Linked DNA regions of Pan troglodytes: region 2 is linked to region 1. The links are chromatin contacts, called in public HiChIP or PLAC-seq maps. All regions are on one chromosome and are shown on one strand. The core of a region is the stretch at or near the end of the contact, and the rest is flanking DNA. Distances in the headings are between cores, read along the strand shown. Region 1 holds the start of METTL18 (methyltransferase 18, RPL3 N3(tau)-histidine). Region 2 holds the start of F5 (coagulation factor V).

The links. HiChIP or PLAC-seq counts read pairs in DNA pulled down with a chosen protein or histone mark.
Region 2: an H3K4me3 HiChIP or PLAC-seq map of stem cell-derived excitatory neurons shows a contact between it and region 1, with 5 times the contacts expected there. The contact joins the promoter of F5 here to the promoter of METTL18 in region 1. A contact is called at or near these places in 3 of 7 Hi-C or Micro-C datasets (induced pluripotent stem cells, a lymphoblastoid cell line and stem cell-derived neural progenitor cells) and 1 of 1 datasets of contacts at active chromatin or transcription factors (stem cell-derived excitatory neurons).

What each region holds. Positions count from the first base shown.
Region 1 is chr1:79,314,881-79,322,588 of NHGRI_mPanTro3-v2.0_pri, forward strand. METTL18 (methyltransferase 18, RPL3 N3(tau)-histidine) reads left to right here and starts at 4,510. Exons shown (of 2, transcript XM_001139315.7): 1 at 4,510-4,730; 2 at 5,653-7,021. The coding sequence starts at 5,855. The coding sequence ends at 6,973. FIRRM (FIGNL1 interacting regulator of recombination and mitosis) reads right to left here and starts at 4,512. Exons shown (of 24, transcript XM_063795463.1): 1 at 4,333-4,512; 2 at 588-627. The coding sequence starts at 4,443.
Region 2 is chr1:79,525,650-79,533,357 of NHGRI_mPanTro3-v2.0_pri, forward strand. F5 (coagulation factor V) reads left to right here and starts at 2,717. Exons shown (of 25, transcript XM_016932051.4): 1 at 2,717-3,016; 2 at 6,723-6,814. The coding sequence starts at 2,859. SELP (selectin P) reads left to right here. Exons shown (of 16, transcript XM_054655551.2): 16 at 1-655.

The sequences.
Region 1 (7,708 bases), core at 3,260-5,759:
CCCATTACACAATGTAGATTCAAATTATAAATGAATATTCCACAACCAAGTGAACTCTAAATAGAAAAGCTAACTCAAAATATGAGTAAACTGAGCAGTCTAAACTCTCTTCTGACTAGAAGAATGAATCTCATCAAGTAAGACTGATGAAGACATGAAAATGAGAAAGTCAACTTCCTCCAAATGATAAATTTGTTATCACCTAGACAATCAGCTTTTGGCAATTTAGAAAGCATTTTCTAAATGACACTAAACATGTTAGAGGCTGATAGTTATTCAGTAGACTGCATATCATGTTTTATATAGGTCTAATCATAACAACTAACGTTTAATATTTACAATTTGTTTATACATACATCATCAACAAAACACTTTGGTATTTATCCAAAATGTAATTTAAAACTTTTAAGTGCTGGAATTTGAACGAATTTGTTCATTTCAAGTAACTGAAGGTTATAAAGGCTGTAACATAGAGAACAGTTACATTTCAAGGGAATACAAAACTGTAAGGACACATCTACCGAGGTATGTGGGGACTCGGAACTTAACATCAAAGTACATCATACAGTTAAAACAATTTTACTTACGAATATGCTCAATCCAACTGTCAGAATGTTGAGACAATGAGTAGGATAATTAAGGAAGATACTAGTATCATAGTAATAGGGTATTCATTACTCAGAACAAACCTAAAAAAAAATAAAACCCTTTTGAAATTTAAGCAATGACCCATAAGAGATTGGAATTGGACTCAAATTACTGGCTTAATTTTGCTTTTAAAAACTTAAGATTTATTAGGTAAACAGTATTGTGAAAACACATTAAAGAAATATTTTGAAAATTGCCCAGGGACAAACTTGCCTTTTCAAACTATGCATAGTCATGAAATATTTTTGACAGATGAGAAACAATGCTACAATAATCCACAGGTTTATGATTTATTTATTTATTTTTTTTAGAGAGAGGGTCTCGCTCGGGGCCAGGTGGGGTGGCTCACACCTGTAATCCCAGCACTTTGGGAGACCTAGATGGGCAGAACAAGAGGTCAGGAGTTCAAGACCAGCCTGGCCAATATGGTGAGAACCCGTCTCTACTTAAAATACAAAATAATTAGCTGGGCATGGTGGCGCACACCTGTAATCCCAGCTGCTCAGGAGGCTGAGGCAGGAGAATCACTTGAAACTGGGAGGCAGAGGTGGCAGTGAGCCAAGATCGCGCCATTACACTCCAGCATAGGCGAGACTCCGTCTCAAAAAAAAAAAAAAAAAAGAGAGACGGTCTTGCTGTCACCCAGGATGGAGTGCGGTGACATGATCACACCTCACTGCAGCCTCAAGCTCCTGGGCTAAAGTGACCCTCCCATACCAGCCTCTCAAGGAGCTGGGATTAGAGATGCACACCACCATGCCCAGTTTGTACTTCCGATTTCTATTACAAGAAATTTTTCTTTCCTCAACATTTCTATTGTACTTAATTTATACCTAAGTCACTCATCACCTTCTATCTTATTTTCATATTACTTACATACCTATCTTACCAACTTCATTTGACTGAAATTCTTCTGCACATAGCAGCTTACAAATACACGACAATTAATTCTTCATATACACCATCAAGAATAATTGTTAGAATAATTGTTAGAAATGTTTTACTGTAACAACACCGTAAGAATCATCAAAGAATGTCAATAAGAAAAATGAATAACCCGGCCGGGCACGGTGGCTCACGCCTGTAGTCCCAGCACTTTGGGAGGCTGAGGCAGGCGGATCACGAGGTCAGGAGTTCGAGACCAGCCTGGCCAACATGGTGAAACCATCTCTACTAAAGATACAAAAAATTAGCCGGGCATGGTGGCACGTGCCTGTAATCTCAGCTACTCGGGAGGCTGAGGAAGGAGAATCGCTTGAACCTGGTTGCTGTGAGCTGAGATCGCACCACTGCACTCCAGCCTGGGTGACAGGGTGAGACTCCGTCTCAAAAAAAAAAAAAAAACAAAAAAAACCCCATAGTCCTACCACAGTAATACAAGAATTCATTCCTCTTCTGAAATCTTATTTTTTACAGCAGCAATCAAAATGAGGTCATCATTAACTCAAATTTGAGTTCAGTAGGGTAGAATTGGCCTCATGAAAAAACTTCAGTAAAGCTCAAATAATTACCAGCTGTTCCAAAATTAGTCAGTTATGATTATGCAGACATGCAGGTAAGGCCTGGAAAATAATACGTAAAATGCAAAACATGAAAATGATTTTGGGGGGTAATGGCATTGTAGATTTATTGCAAATTTTTCATTTGTTAAAATAGTGAAGCTAAAATACTACCATAAGCTGAAAAAAAGTATTGTCTAATTAGACTCCCAAGTATTTTTAAAACATGAAATATTTTTAGCCCTTTAATGAATGCTTACTATGTGTCAGGCACTGTTCTAGATGCTGAGGGTAACGCTGTGAAGAAAATCAACATCCTGCCTTTATGAACTTTGCAACATAATGTGTAGAAGTGGAAAATACACAAAGCAAACAAGAGCATTTCTTTTAATGGTAATGTGCTTTTTAGAAAACTGAACAGGCCAATGTGATACAAGTGTAAGACTGCGTTTGGGGGAACTGCCTAAGATTGAAGGCTCTGAAAAAGCCCCTCTAAGGAAGTGACATTTGGGCCAAGACATAAACATGAAATATGCAAAAGGCTGAGAGAACAAATCAGGCTGAGCAAAAAGATCTTGAGGTAGGTGAGCCTAATGTATTCATGAACAGAGTGTAGTTAATTAACTAGGTATGAGAGAAGGGCAAGGCTTATATCACCTGGAACCTTGAAGGTAAAGTGGTTTAAAAAGGGAAATGACGAGATCTATGTTTTTCCCCTCTTAACTTTTTTGGAATAATGAATTATGAGTAGAAACAAGGAAACAATACTCCAAGTGAGAGGTGATAAGGGTTTGGAATCAGAGTGGTAGCAATGAGGATGGAGATAAACGGATTGATTCAAGACATAGTTTGGAATCAGAAACAATAGAACTTACTGATCGGGTGTGTTAGAGAGAGAGGATTCAAGGTTTCAGTTTGTGAAACCATTTACTCAGATGAAGAAAACTAGAGAAGTTTGGGCTTTTTTGAATATGTCGTTTGAAGTGCAAAGCTAGGTGGGAATGTTGACTTTCAACTTAATGAAGTCTCTCTATAAGCTTTGGGGAAGAAGAGGAATCACGTTCTGTGTCTCTGTTCTCCCAAAGCCTAACACCATGTCTCACACACATTATGCATGCAGTTTAAGTGTTTTTGAATGTTTTGAGGGTGGCTATTTGTTTTCAAGTTGAAACTCCTTGAAGACGGCAATTCTGTATCTACACAAAAACTAAAAAAGGGGGCTTTGGCACCTTCTGAGATTTTGCTAATGCCTAGGTGAATAACTTCTATGTGATTACATAGGGCTTTAGCTGCACAATATTTGTGCAGTATTGAGATTCTCTCAAGTGAAGGTTACTTTTTTTCTTTTGAGTGTAATTGTATAAAGCTGGGCTCAAATGTTGTGAAAAAGATACATATACATATGGTTTACCATGAAAGGCTAGGATTCCAGGCACATTTACAACCACAAAGGCATGAGACCAATCAAGAATGTGCTGCACCCGGACGAAGAAGGCGCTAAGCGCCTCAAATCCAACAGTTGAAAGCCAACAACAAGCGGAAGCAACTCTTTCAGAAAGACTCCAGCCTGGGTGAGAGGAGTGAGAACTTGTCAAAAAAAAAAAAGAAAGAAAGAAGAAAAAGAGGTCTGAGAGGGGAAGGAGGAAAATCATTTTTATTTACTGAACATCTTTTAAAGATTTCACACCATAGAACTATGTCCTTTAATTCTCACAACGCTAAGAAAGCCCTTATTCATATTCACCACCCTTTTTACGGGAGACAAAAGCTCAGAGTATCTCGCTTTACCTCAAACTATTAAGAGCCAGAGCTATCCTCATACCGCAGGTCTCAGTCCTTGCCTCCCCCATTATCCACTAGCAAAAGTATTTACACTTAATTGCAAGCAACGAGTACAGAAAAACTCAAAGAAGGAATGGAAGAAAACGCCACATCCACTGCTAAAACCTTGGGTCAGAACACGTCCGTGAGCCTTTCCAGGGCCAAAGCCTTACTTAAATCTACCACGGTTGTCGCTTCCCCTCCAGTCCCTCACTTTTCATCCCACTCACTGACAAAGAAAAGAGGGGGTTCAGGCCGCGGTAATATAACCCAGCCTGGCGGTGGGTCTGAAGGGACAGAAGAGAAAGGTTCGCGACCCGCCCACACCCTTCTCTAGGTAGAAGTGACAACCAAGGAAGGATATGAGGAGTCGGGGCAGGACGGACGGCAGTTCCCGGCGGCATAGCTCCTCTGGCCAGCTACTTAATTCTTCCAGGGGAACCGCGCTAGCTGGGACCGCACCTTCCTGAGACATACTTTCGTCAAACAGGAGAGCTTCAAACCAGACCCGCCAAAGCCCAGACCGGAAACTCGCAGTCCCGCCAACCCTTGCGCGCTCTCCGCCGGCTCCAAACCATAGAGAGGAGGGCGGCTGGTTTCTTGGTGAGCCCGGGTCCCTCAAGGCCGGAAAGAACGTCGGGCTTCTCTAGTCCCTGGAGGACTCGACTCACTGGTGCGCGATTTAGGTCCGGAGGAGGCGTCGTGAGGTGAGCTTTTTCAGAAGCGCGATCCCAGGACACGTCGGGAAGCAAGCATCCCCAGGTCTGGATCACTGTAAACATTACATTCAAATGGGGAGGTGAGGGCCAGAAGTCCCCACTTCTGGGGTCGGATTTGTTCCGGGACCTGCAGCCGGAAGTGACTCCAAGCCTTGCAGCGTGATGGGAGAGGAAAGAGGCGCGTTCCTAGCCGCGGGACTGGGTGACCCGCCTCTCCCCCAAATTGTAAATCTTGTATAAAGGGAACAAAGATCCCACTTGCCAGAACTGTGAAAATTGAGGCAGATGATATAGTGTCTAGCGCAGTAGATAGAAGATTCTCAATAAAGTTGCTTCTTATTTCTACAGGTCTCTCCAAACTACTGCAGTGCCCTAGTTTGCGTTTGCTCTGCCACCGAATTAGTCTCTACTAATTATTGCCAAATTACCCCCACTTCCATACACTTAGGGCTGCTGTTCTCGACTAAATGTTTGGAGTGAAGTCTTGGATGAATTTACACACACCAGGCCATACCTATGCATGTTTTTAAAAGGACGCTGACTTACCAAAATAAAATACTGCACCTCTTCTGTAAAAGACAGAAGTGAAGTTATTCTGGAAGCTTAGGGGGTGAATATGGTTGGACACAAATCAAGACAGCTGAAAGACAGCAAGTAGCTAGGCTGTCCTGTCTGAATATCTTGGACTTTATGTTTGTCCAGGTGGTAGTGGTGGTGGTTGCTGCTGCTGCTGTTCTTCTGTTTGTTTTTATAGTTGATTTTCTTCTCCCACTTTTGAACCCTTAAGGTGTGTATGAGTGTCCAAATCTCTTATCTCTCTCTCTTCCCCACAACTTTTTAAGAAAAAGCAGCTGTATGGTGGGACGGGGAGGGGTGGGGGTGGCTGTTTAATATTACACTTTAGTGAAATATGCCATTTTGCTTTAATCATCATTTTCTTTCTTTTTTTTTTTTTTTCTTTCCAGAGCTGCTTGGAAAGAGGACCAAAGACGTCTAAAAAGTCATTTGGAAATATCTCTAAATATTTGTTACCATGTATAAGCTGCTAAAGAGAAATTGGGCCCAACAAAACTAATTGAATAATTGAGGCAGATTTGTGTGTATCATCAAATTCTATCCAGAAGTTGAAGAATCTGAATTTAAAGATTGTGTGCATTTAATAAGAGGATGACCTTTCAGTTTAATTTCACTATAGAAGACCATCTGGAAAATGAATTAACACCCATTAGAGATGGAGCTTTGACCCTGGATTCCTCAAAAGAGCTGTCAGTCTCAGAAAGTCAAAAAGGAGAAGAGAGGGACAGAAAATGTTCTGCAGAACAATTTGACTTGCCTCAGGATCACTTGTGGGAACATAAGTCAATGGAAAATGCAGCTCCCTCTCAAGACACAGACAGTCCACTCAGTGCAGCCAGCAGTTCAAGGAACTTGGAGCCACATGGAAAACAGCCCTCCTTGAGAGCTGCCAAAGAGCATGCTATGCCTAAAGATTTAAAGAAGATGTTAGAAAATAAAGTCATAGAAACATTACCAGGTTTCCAGCATGTTAAGTTATCAGTAGTGAAAACCATCTTGTTGAAAGAGAACTTCCCTGGAGAAAACATAGTTTCAAAAAGCTTTTCTTCTCACTCTGATCTGATTACAGGTGTTTATGAGGGAGGCTTAAAAATCTGGGAATGTACCTTTGACCTCCTGGCTTATTTCACAAAGGCCAAAGTGAAATTTGCTGGGAAAAAAGTCTTGGATCTTGGTTGTGGATCAGGTTTACTGGGTATAACTGCATTCAAGGGAGGGTCCAAAGAAATTCACTTTCAAGATTATAACAGTATGGTGATTGATGAAGTAACCTTACCTAATGTAGTAGCTAACTCCACTTTGGAAGATGAAGAAAATGATGTAAATGAGCCAGATGTGAAAAGATGCAGGAAACCAAAAGTAACACAACTATATAAATGCCGATTTTTTTCTGGTGAGTGGTCTGAGTTTTGTAAGCTTGTACTAAGCAGTGAAAAACTTTTTGTAAAATATGATCTCATTCTCACCTCAGAAACCATTTACAACCCAGATTATTATAGTAATTTGCACCAGACTTTCCTTAGACTGTTAAGTAAAAATGGACGTGTACTTTTGGCCAGCAAAGCACATTATTTTGGTGTAGGTGGAGGTGTTCATCTCTTTCAGAAGTTTGTAGAAGAAAGAGATGTTTTTAAGACCAGAATACTCAAAATAATTGATGAAGGATTGAAGAGGTTCATAATTGAAATAACTTTTAAGTCTCCTGGTTAATTAACGTTCACTGAGTATCCAAAATGAAATAAACAGAAGGACCAAAAATTTGAGTGTTTGATTTCTGTTTTGCTATTATTTTTCCTGAAATTTTGATGTTGTTTGTTTAGTTTTGTTTATCCAAATCATAAGTGAGCTATGTTACCAATCTTGTACTCACTAGGTGAAACTGAGAATGTATCCTTGTGCATTTGATGAGATCTCCTGGGAAATCATTTTGTAAGAAAATCCGGTATTCTCCATCTTCATTCTATTTGACCTTTTACCACCTTTGACGTTACATGAAATTGTTCCCAGGAAATCCTGCCATTTCTTCTCTCAAGTCTGTGAATTTCTTCCCAGTCTTCGTTAGTTCCTTGTTCACATTAATATATATCACTAAATATTAGGTTGGGGCCTTATGTAAATAGGAAGAGGTTTTTGTTTCATTTTGTTTTTATATTCATTTACCTTGTATAGTAAGGATCAGAATGCTGAGAATTTAACTAAATTCACATGGAGATGAGGAAACAAAGGGAATCTGTGACAGAGTATAAAAGTAATACAGAGAACTTGTACTACTTGAGGTTTACCCCTTATAGCCAAGTAAAAGATCCTGCAGTCTTGGTAGGAGGAAAAAGAATAAGAAAGGAGAATTCCAGATTTGGGGGAGTATAGACTTACCAGTTGTTAAATAGTAGGAAAGAAAGGAGAAAGTGTTTTGTTGATTCAAATGCAAAAATTTTCACATGTTAC
Region 2 (7,708 bases), core at 1,467-3,966, 210 kb after region 1:
TCACCTGTTACTTGAAATACCAGTGAACCAAAGAGACTGGAGCATCTGACTCACAAGAAGACCAGACTGTGGAGAAATAAAAATACCTCTTTATTTTTTGATTGAAGGAAGGCTTTCTCCACTTTGTTGGAAAGCAGGTGGCATCTCTAATTGGAAGAAATTCCTGTAGCATCTTCTGGAGTCTCCAGTGGTTGCTGTTGATGAGGCCTCTTGGACCTCTGCTCTGAGGCTTCCAGAGAGTCCTCTGGATGGCACCAGAGGCTGCAGAAGGCCAAGAATCAAGCTAGAAGGCCACATGTCACCGTGGACCTTCCTGCCACCAGTCACTGTCCCTCAAATGACCCAAAGACCAATATTCAAATGCATAATTAAAAGAATTTTCCCCAAATGCCATGTTCCTCTATTTTATGGTTTGTTCAGTAAGGTCTGTATACATCACATTGTTTACCATCAGTGTAATAACACACAATTATGGTTGTCCTATTTACACCTCGACCATTCATTCAGTCAGCAAATATGTATCGCACACCCTACACTGCAAGAGAAAATCAGAGAAATGGAAAAATTCTTCATCACCTTAATGTTTTACAGGGAAGAACAAATATGTTTTACATGTTCTTTAAATCCCATGTTTAATAAATAGGTCATTGAAAGTTATATAGTATTTATCTGGAACTGATGTTAAAAAAAATAGAGCCAAAAATTATAGTAGTCATCTTGTCTCTGTAAAATGTAATTCAATAAATATGTCATGTACACTGTATATACATAAGCAAACATGCAAATAAAAAAGCAGCCTACTCAAAGGTTACAATAATGTTGCAACAATTCTGGTAGTAACCTTGGGATTTAGGGACACAGTGCTTTCAAAACATTTCTCTGATACACTGCCAGTAGCATCTCTGACTGCTTATTTAAATGTCAATAAGTAGGCTAGGTGTTCTAGGACTTTGGTCTCAACCCTGTTTCCTGAGTCAGAATCTACATTTTGTAAAAGTTCCCCTGGGAATTCTGATGGTCTGCCAACTTTGGGAGACACTGATAATATTGTAGATAAAGAAGTGTAAGCAACTGTTCAGTTAGGGAGACAATAGATACCTGCATGGAATAACAAAAGGTAATTAACATGATTATATAATTTGAATAGTGTTGTAATAGTTCATAAAATGGAAAAGCCACTTTGAGCCCAGAATCTGGGAGATAGGCAGAACTCTGGACTGTAAAGAATGGCCCAGCAAAGAGGAAGAAAATGGGCATTCTAAGTTGGTGCAATAATATCAGCACAGGAGAAAAGACAGAATATTGGGGGGAGTGGGGAGGGAGGAAGAGGCTGTTGATGAGCCTGATATCATTAACAGAGACCTCATGTGAGGTGCCAGATTACAATTTATTGAATGTACTGAATGCATAAAGCATAAGACAGAAACTTGGAGCCATGCAGATACAGGGAACCCAGGACAAGTCATTATGATGCCTCAGACAATATAATTCGCAGATTCTCTATCAATAGCAAAGTAAGATTTAAGGTGCTGTGAAACAGTCAGATCCTTCAAGAAAAACAAGAATACGAGGGGTCCTGGAGACAGGAAAATATGATCATAATAATAAATTTGTGATTCCTTCTTTCTCTCATTTTCTCTTTCTTTCTTTCTTTTTCTTTCTTTCTTTCTTTTTTTTTTTTTTTTTTGATGGAGTTTTGCTCTCGTTGCCCAGGCTGGAGTAAAATGGCACGATATCAGCTCACTGCAACCTCCACCTTCCAGGTTCAAGCAATTCTCTTGCCTCAATCTCTCGAGTAGGTGGGATTACAGGTGTCCACCACAACGCCCGGCTAATTTTTTATATTTTTAGTAGAGACAGGGTTTCACCATGTTGGCCAGGCTGGTCTTGAACTCCTGACCTCAGGTGATTCACCCGCCTCGGCCTACCAAAGTACTGGGATTACAGGCATGAGCCACTGCGCCTAGCCTCTGTGTGTTAAGTGCTGGAACTATAGTTTACAGTAGCATTTTATCCTCCCAACATACCCTATCAGGAAAAACTATTATTGTCATCCTTATTTCACAGATGTCAAAACTGAACAGAGAGGTACAGTAACTTGCCCAAGACAACACAGCTAGTAAGTGAAACTGAAATCTGGACAACTGATTTTTTTCAGCCAAGCTCTTCAAGCCCGCTGCTATGCTGCAGCTTAGCTGGCGACAGGCCCTTATCAAGGCAGAACTGTGCCTTGATAGAGGCCAGGAAGGCGATTCAGAGCAGTAGGCCTTGTCCATGTGTTTGTTCCCTGCTTCTTCACCACTTGAAAATAGTGTTTCAGTGCCCAGTAACAGAGCACAATACTCTTTTCCTCAGATTAAAAGGGGAGCCATCTGCTTAAGGTGGTTGGGTGCCACTGCACTGCACAGAAAGTTCTCCAAGTGTGAGCTTGGACCCAGGCAGGCCTCAGGTCAGTGGTAACGGACGACTGCTTCCGTGGTGTTGGCAGGTGGAAATGGAGGGATAGAGCTTTGTCCGGCTCATGAATCCCTGGGCATTGTCCCGCCTGCTAGAGCCTCTGATCTCTGCCCCTTCTTCACCTGCAGTAAAACAGTCACTAGTTTGGTTGCTCTCCCTAATACCTCTGGTCACTGGGAGCTGTGATCTCACCAAACTCCTGCCAGGAAAAGCCCCAGAAAAAGCGGAGGGAGTGAGAGCCAGAGGCTGCTGCTGCCGTTTGCAAGAACTGCAGGGGAGGAGGACGCTGCCACCCACAGCCTCTAGAGCTCATTGCAGCTGGGACAGCCCGGAGTGTGGTTAGCAGCTCGGCAAGCGCTGCCCAGGTCCTGGTGGCAGCCAGCGGGAGCAGGAAAGGAAGCATGTTCCCAGGCTGCCCACGCCTCTGGGTCCTGGTGGTCTTGGGCACCAGCTGGGTAGGCTGGGGGAGCCAAGGGACAGAAGCGGCACAGCTAAGGCAGTTCTACGTGGCTGCTCAGGGCATCAGTTGGAGCTACCGACCTGAGCCCACAAACTCAAGGTAACTCAGGTGTGGAGTCCGGGTGGGCTTCTCTAGAGAGGAAAATCTATTTCTTTTAGAGAACATTCCCTTTGCAATGTCATGGCTTTTTTTTTTTTTTTTAACTTCAGGTAAGTCAATATAACTAATAGGAGAGTATACTGAATTAAATAAACTGGGCAAATGATAATTTTGCCTCCAACAATGTAGTTTATCATTCTGATGGTTTAGAAAGCACCCTATTTGATTGGTTAGATGCTGCCTTCTTTTCAAGTTTATTTTCACTACAGTTCTGTTAGTATGTTTGTGTTGGCTTATATATTGGTTAATTCAAAGGCACCAGGCACTTGCTCCCTCATTAGCCCTTCCTGCAAACTCCTGTTCCAGATTTTTAGTTGTATAGTATTTTTATGAGACTCCTAGTTACATATTATTTATTCCATTGTCTACATAGCTTCATCTTCTAAAACTAAAAATGAACACCTTGTGCTTTTTGTCATATAATTTTATTGCTGCCTTATAAATGACTTTCAAAATATCATCAGTTCTTGTATGTTTTTGTACTTTCACCTTTTTTCTGCTTCATATTTGACTTATTTATCCTATTGAATGTGACTCTTCATTTTTTTTTCTCTCTGTTCATCATGTCCTGGGATATGGTTTACCCTGGCTACTTAAAGGCATATGTAACTGAGAGGAGGTTTAATTCAGATAAAATACTATCCTTGAGTTGCAAACTATTTTTTCTAATTGAAATGTTAAAAATAAGACTTCTCAGAAATTAACTAAATCATAGAGTCTATTCAATATTTCCAGTTAGTTATTTTTTAAATGGTAAATCTGCTAGTGTGACTCACTTTTTTTCCTTACATCACACTTCATTATGAAAGATGTGTTCCTCTTTTACAATTACAAAACCAAAGTAATCTGCCAAAAAATAATGTAATATTTTGAGATCTTTTAGTGTATAATATTAACCTTTTTAAAACTCTTATTGTAACTGGGTTATTTTGGAGGGTATTACATACCATCTTGGTCTTATAATAAGAAGAGATCCCTCCTTCTCAAAAATAATCATTTTAAATATCGTACTTCAAAGTGATAATCTAGGTCACACCCACACCCTTCGGGAACTGCCGTAAGCTAAAACCCCAAGGAAAATAACAGTCCTTCTAACACTAATCTTGCCTGCTCATGAGTAGAATGCAGACTTGGTTGTTGGCTTTCTTGTAGCATGCTGGGTTTATGCTTGGGAGTTTTTTCTCTTGTCTGTAGTTAGCGTTGAAAATAACAAGAAAAATACTGGAGGCAGAACCAGATAGGGCAAAGGTCTGATTCACATGGTGAGTACACAGGGAACCATGACTGGTCATTCTGTCCCCTCATCCTGTGGGTAAGTTTCCAAAGTTCTGGAGATTTGTTCCTCTGGTAGCAATTGTTGAGTCAAAACCATAGAAACACAACCCAGACAAACTGTCATATTGTTTAACCCTAAATCATATCATTTCTCTCTAGCATTTTCTTATGAAAAATCTAATCCATATATCTGGCTGCTTAAACTAAGAACTTGTTCTAACTTGTCCTGCCCCTAGAGCTATGATACTCACTAGGTGAATATCAACATAGCCAACTCCATCTTTTGGCAAAGTATTTTAGCACAAAGCAGACATCTATCTACTTATTTCATATAATATTAGCAGGACAATGCCTTTTAAAGGTAAAATGTATCTATTATTCTTGCTCCAAGTCTAAGGTGAACACTTTCAAAAATTTCCTTAGAAAACTTGTTTAGTCACTCACATGTATACAAAGAGATATTGAAGAAAAGATATACATACATTTTCCTTCTAGGGTTCTAGCTTTATATGATTTTGTGATTATGAACAAATCATCTTTAAACAACCCTTATAAATGAAAAACTTGTCGTACACATTGTTTGAATTCATATCATCTGTAACTTTTTAATCAGATAGATTATTTTCCAATAGAAATTGTTCAGATCAAAATAGACATACCTCAGTATGAATACACAGCATACATAGTAAAACATGTTAGGAAACATCTCTCTGTTGAAATTACTCCACGTAAGAGACGGATATTTTTTAGTAAAGATTTTACACCATCATCTACATTTCTGTATTAAAGATCTGGGGCAGGGGAGGACAATAACTTTTCAATTGTACTAAAAATAAATAAATAAAAATGGACTTCCACATTAGGGACATTAGTATATAGAATCCTGGAATTCTTAAGTTAGAAGAATGCTAAGAGTTCATTTAATTCATATTCAACTTCCATGCTTTAACCTTCTACTTTTCCCCTTTCCCTCAGCACCAATGACCTTACCAAGTAGTTGTCTAATTTCTACTTGAATGCTGCCAGTGATGGAGAATCCACTACCTTCTCTATCTAGCTATTCTAAAAGTACTTACGTGCCTCCTTTAATTCTGCCCCCACATATTAACACAGTTTCTGTATTCCACATATTACAATTTGTGAGCATTACTGTAACTACAGATTTGTTTTTGCTTTCTGAGAAAACCTGAAGGGTAAAGACTAACTCTTATTACATTTACAAAATAATATTACTAGCTAACATGGATTGAGTATTTCTAGTGTGCCAGCTCTATGCCTTTTGCACATATCAACTTATTTAAAATTATACAACAATTCTGTGAAGGAGATTTCAGTATTAATCTCATTTTATAGTTGTAGAAACTGAGGCACAAATGGATGAAGTAAACTTTTCAAAGTAAAACAATAAGAGGTAGATATAGGCTTCAAGTCCAGAGATACTGAATTCACAGCCTGCACCCTAGCCACCTCGCTGTATAGAAGTCATGGCATATGTGGGTGCTGTTATGTCTTGATTATGGCTGGGCCACTCTCCCCACATTAGGAAGCAAAACAAAGCCACTCTGATCAACTGATTTAGACATTTGTAAGGTATTTTCTCCAAATTCTCTTTCCTTTTACCCTCATCTTTGAGTTTAAGACAAGGATAAGACTGATTTGCCTTTAGAGGTACAGAACAATAACAACAACAGCAAAAACAGGAAAGTAACCCACCACTCACAACTCTCCCTGTTGTCTGTCCTCTCTCTAATTTTATTTAAAATCATGAATGCAGTGGTTTCACATTTTTTAATCTTGCTTCTGCCACTTATCAACTGTATCTCTTGGACAAGTTACTGACTCTTTCCAAAACAGTTTTTTCATTTGTTTGTTTCCAATATGAATCCCAGGGCTTTTACCCCATTAGCCATCTCTCACCTCTCAACTAGAAATAAATTCCACCAAATCAATGCTTTTTCACAATGTTCCCCAGTAGATTAAAACTATATTTGATTGGTCAGTTGAAAAACAGCTCATATATTTATTCGTAAAGGATTTGGTCATATTTTAATCATATAAAATCTAAACCTACAGTTTGGGTTTCTACTGTGATATTGGGTTCTTTTTAGAAAATTGATTCTGAGGAATGATATTAGGGTAGATTAACTTGTGAACAAATAGTTATCACAACAGGATATTTTTGAAGAGACCAATAATTATTTCATTAACTTTACTTATTGATCATATTTATAAAACTGTGGGCTTCTGAAATACAATAAAGATACTGGTATTCTACTAGAAGTCTGAAGATAAGAGAGATCTACTTTTTTTGTAATGTGAGAAATAGATATTGAATATGCCTTTCAAATTGGTTTTTGTATTTTATTTCCAGTTTGAATCTTTCTGTAACTTCCTTTAAGAAAATTGTCTACAGAGAGTATGAACCATATTTTAAGAAAGAAAAACCACAGTCTACCATTTCAGGTAAGCCTGAAATATACTTTTTTATTTTAAAGATAAATTTCTATGGGTAATTTGGCATTCACATGCATCTAAAATATCCATTTACTGAAAATTTATAGAAACATGTGGTTTTTTTTTTTAAGAAGTACTGGCTACATAATATGTGGGGCCCGGTGCAAAATGAAAATGTGGGTCCCCTTGTTCATATTATTGAAAATTTCACAGTGACTGCAAAGCATTAAACCAAGCCAGGGGCCATTTGGGGCATGGGGCCCTGTGAAACTGCCCAGGTCACATACCCATGAAGCTGGCTCTGTTTTTAACCTTGATTAAAATAACTAAATAAAACTTCTAAGTGTTTGAATTTTTATTCATTCGTCTAAAAAACTGTTATTGAGTACCTGGTATGGGCTGGGCATTGAAATAGGCATTGTGGATGCAATAGTGGACAAGACAGTCTCATATCCTGGGTTCATGGAGATTATGGTCTAGTTTAATGAGCATAGATGTGCCTTCGCAAAATGATATTTTGCTTCCATTTGGCTCCCTAGATTCATTCAAAGGAACTATGTATGGCTGACTCTTTTGCATCTCTTTCCCATCTATTCTTCTGTTTATTTAGTGTGATATATACAATAGCCATAATTTTTAAAGAAAATCTCTTATTTTTTCCTCATCTCTTCCTTTATCAAGAAGACTGGGTTGAATAGGGTTCTAATATCTTAACTATGATACCATATTCCACAGGGATGATAGAGACCATCAAGGGAGAACTTCCTCTGGTTGAATTCCCTTGTCAGTAATTCACCTGTCCCTTTCCCCAATCAGATGAAGACCTGCTGTCTTTCCCAGAATCATCCTAGTCTGTCCTGCCTCTTCTGATCTCCTTTAATCTTCAATATTTAGTCAATGGGA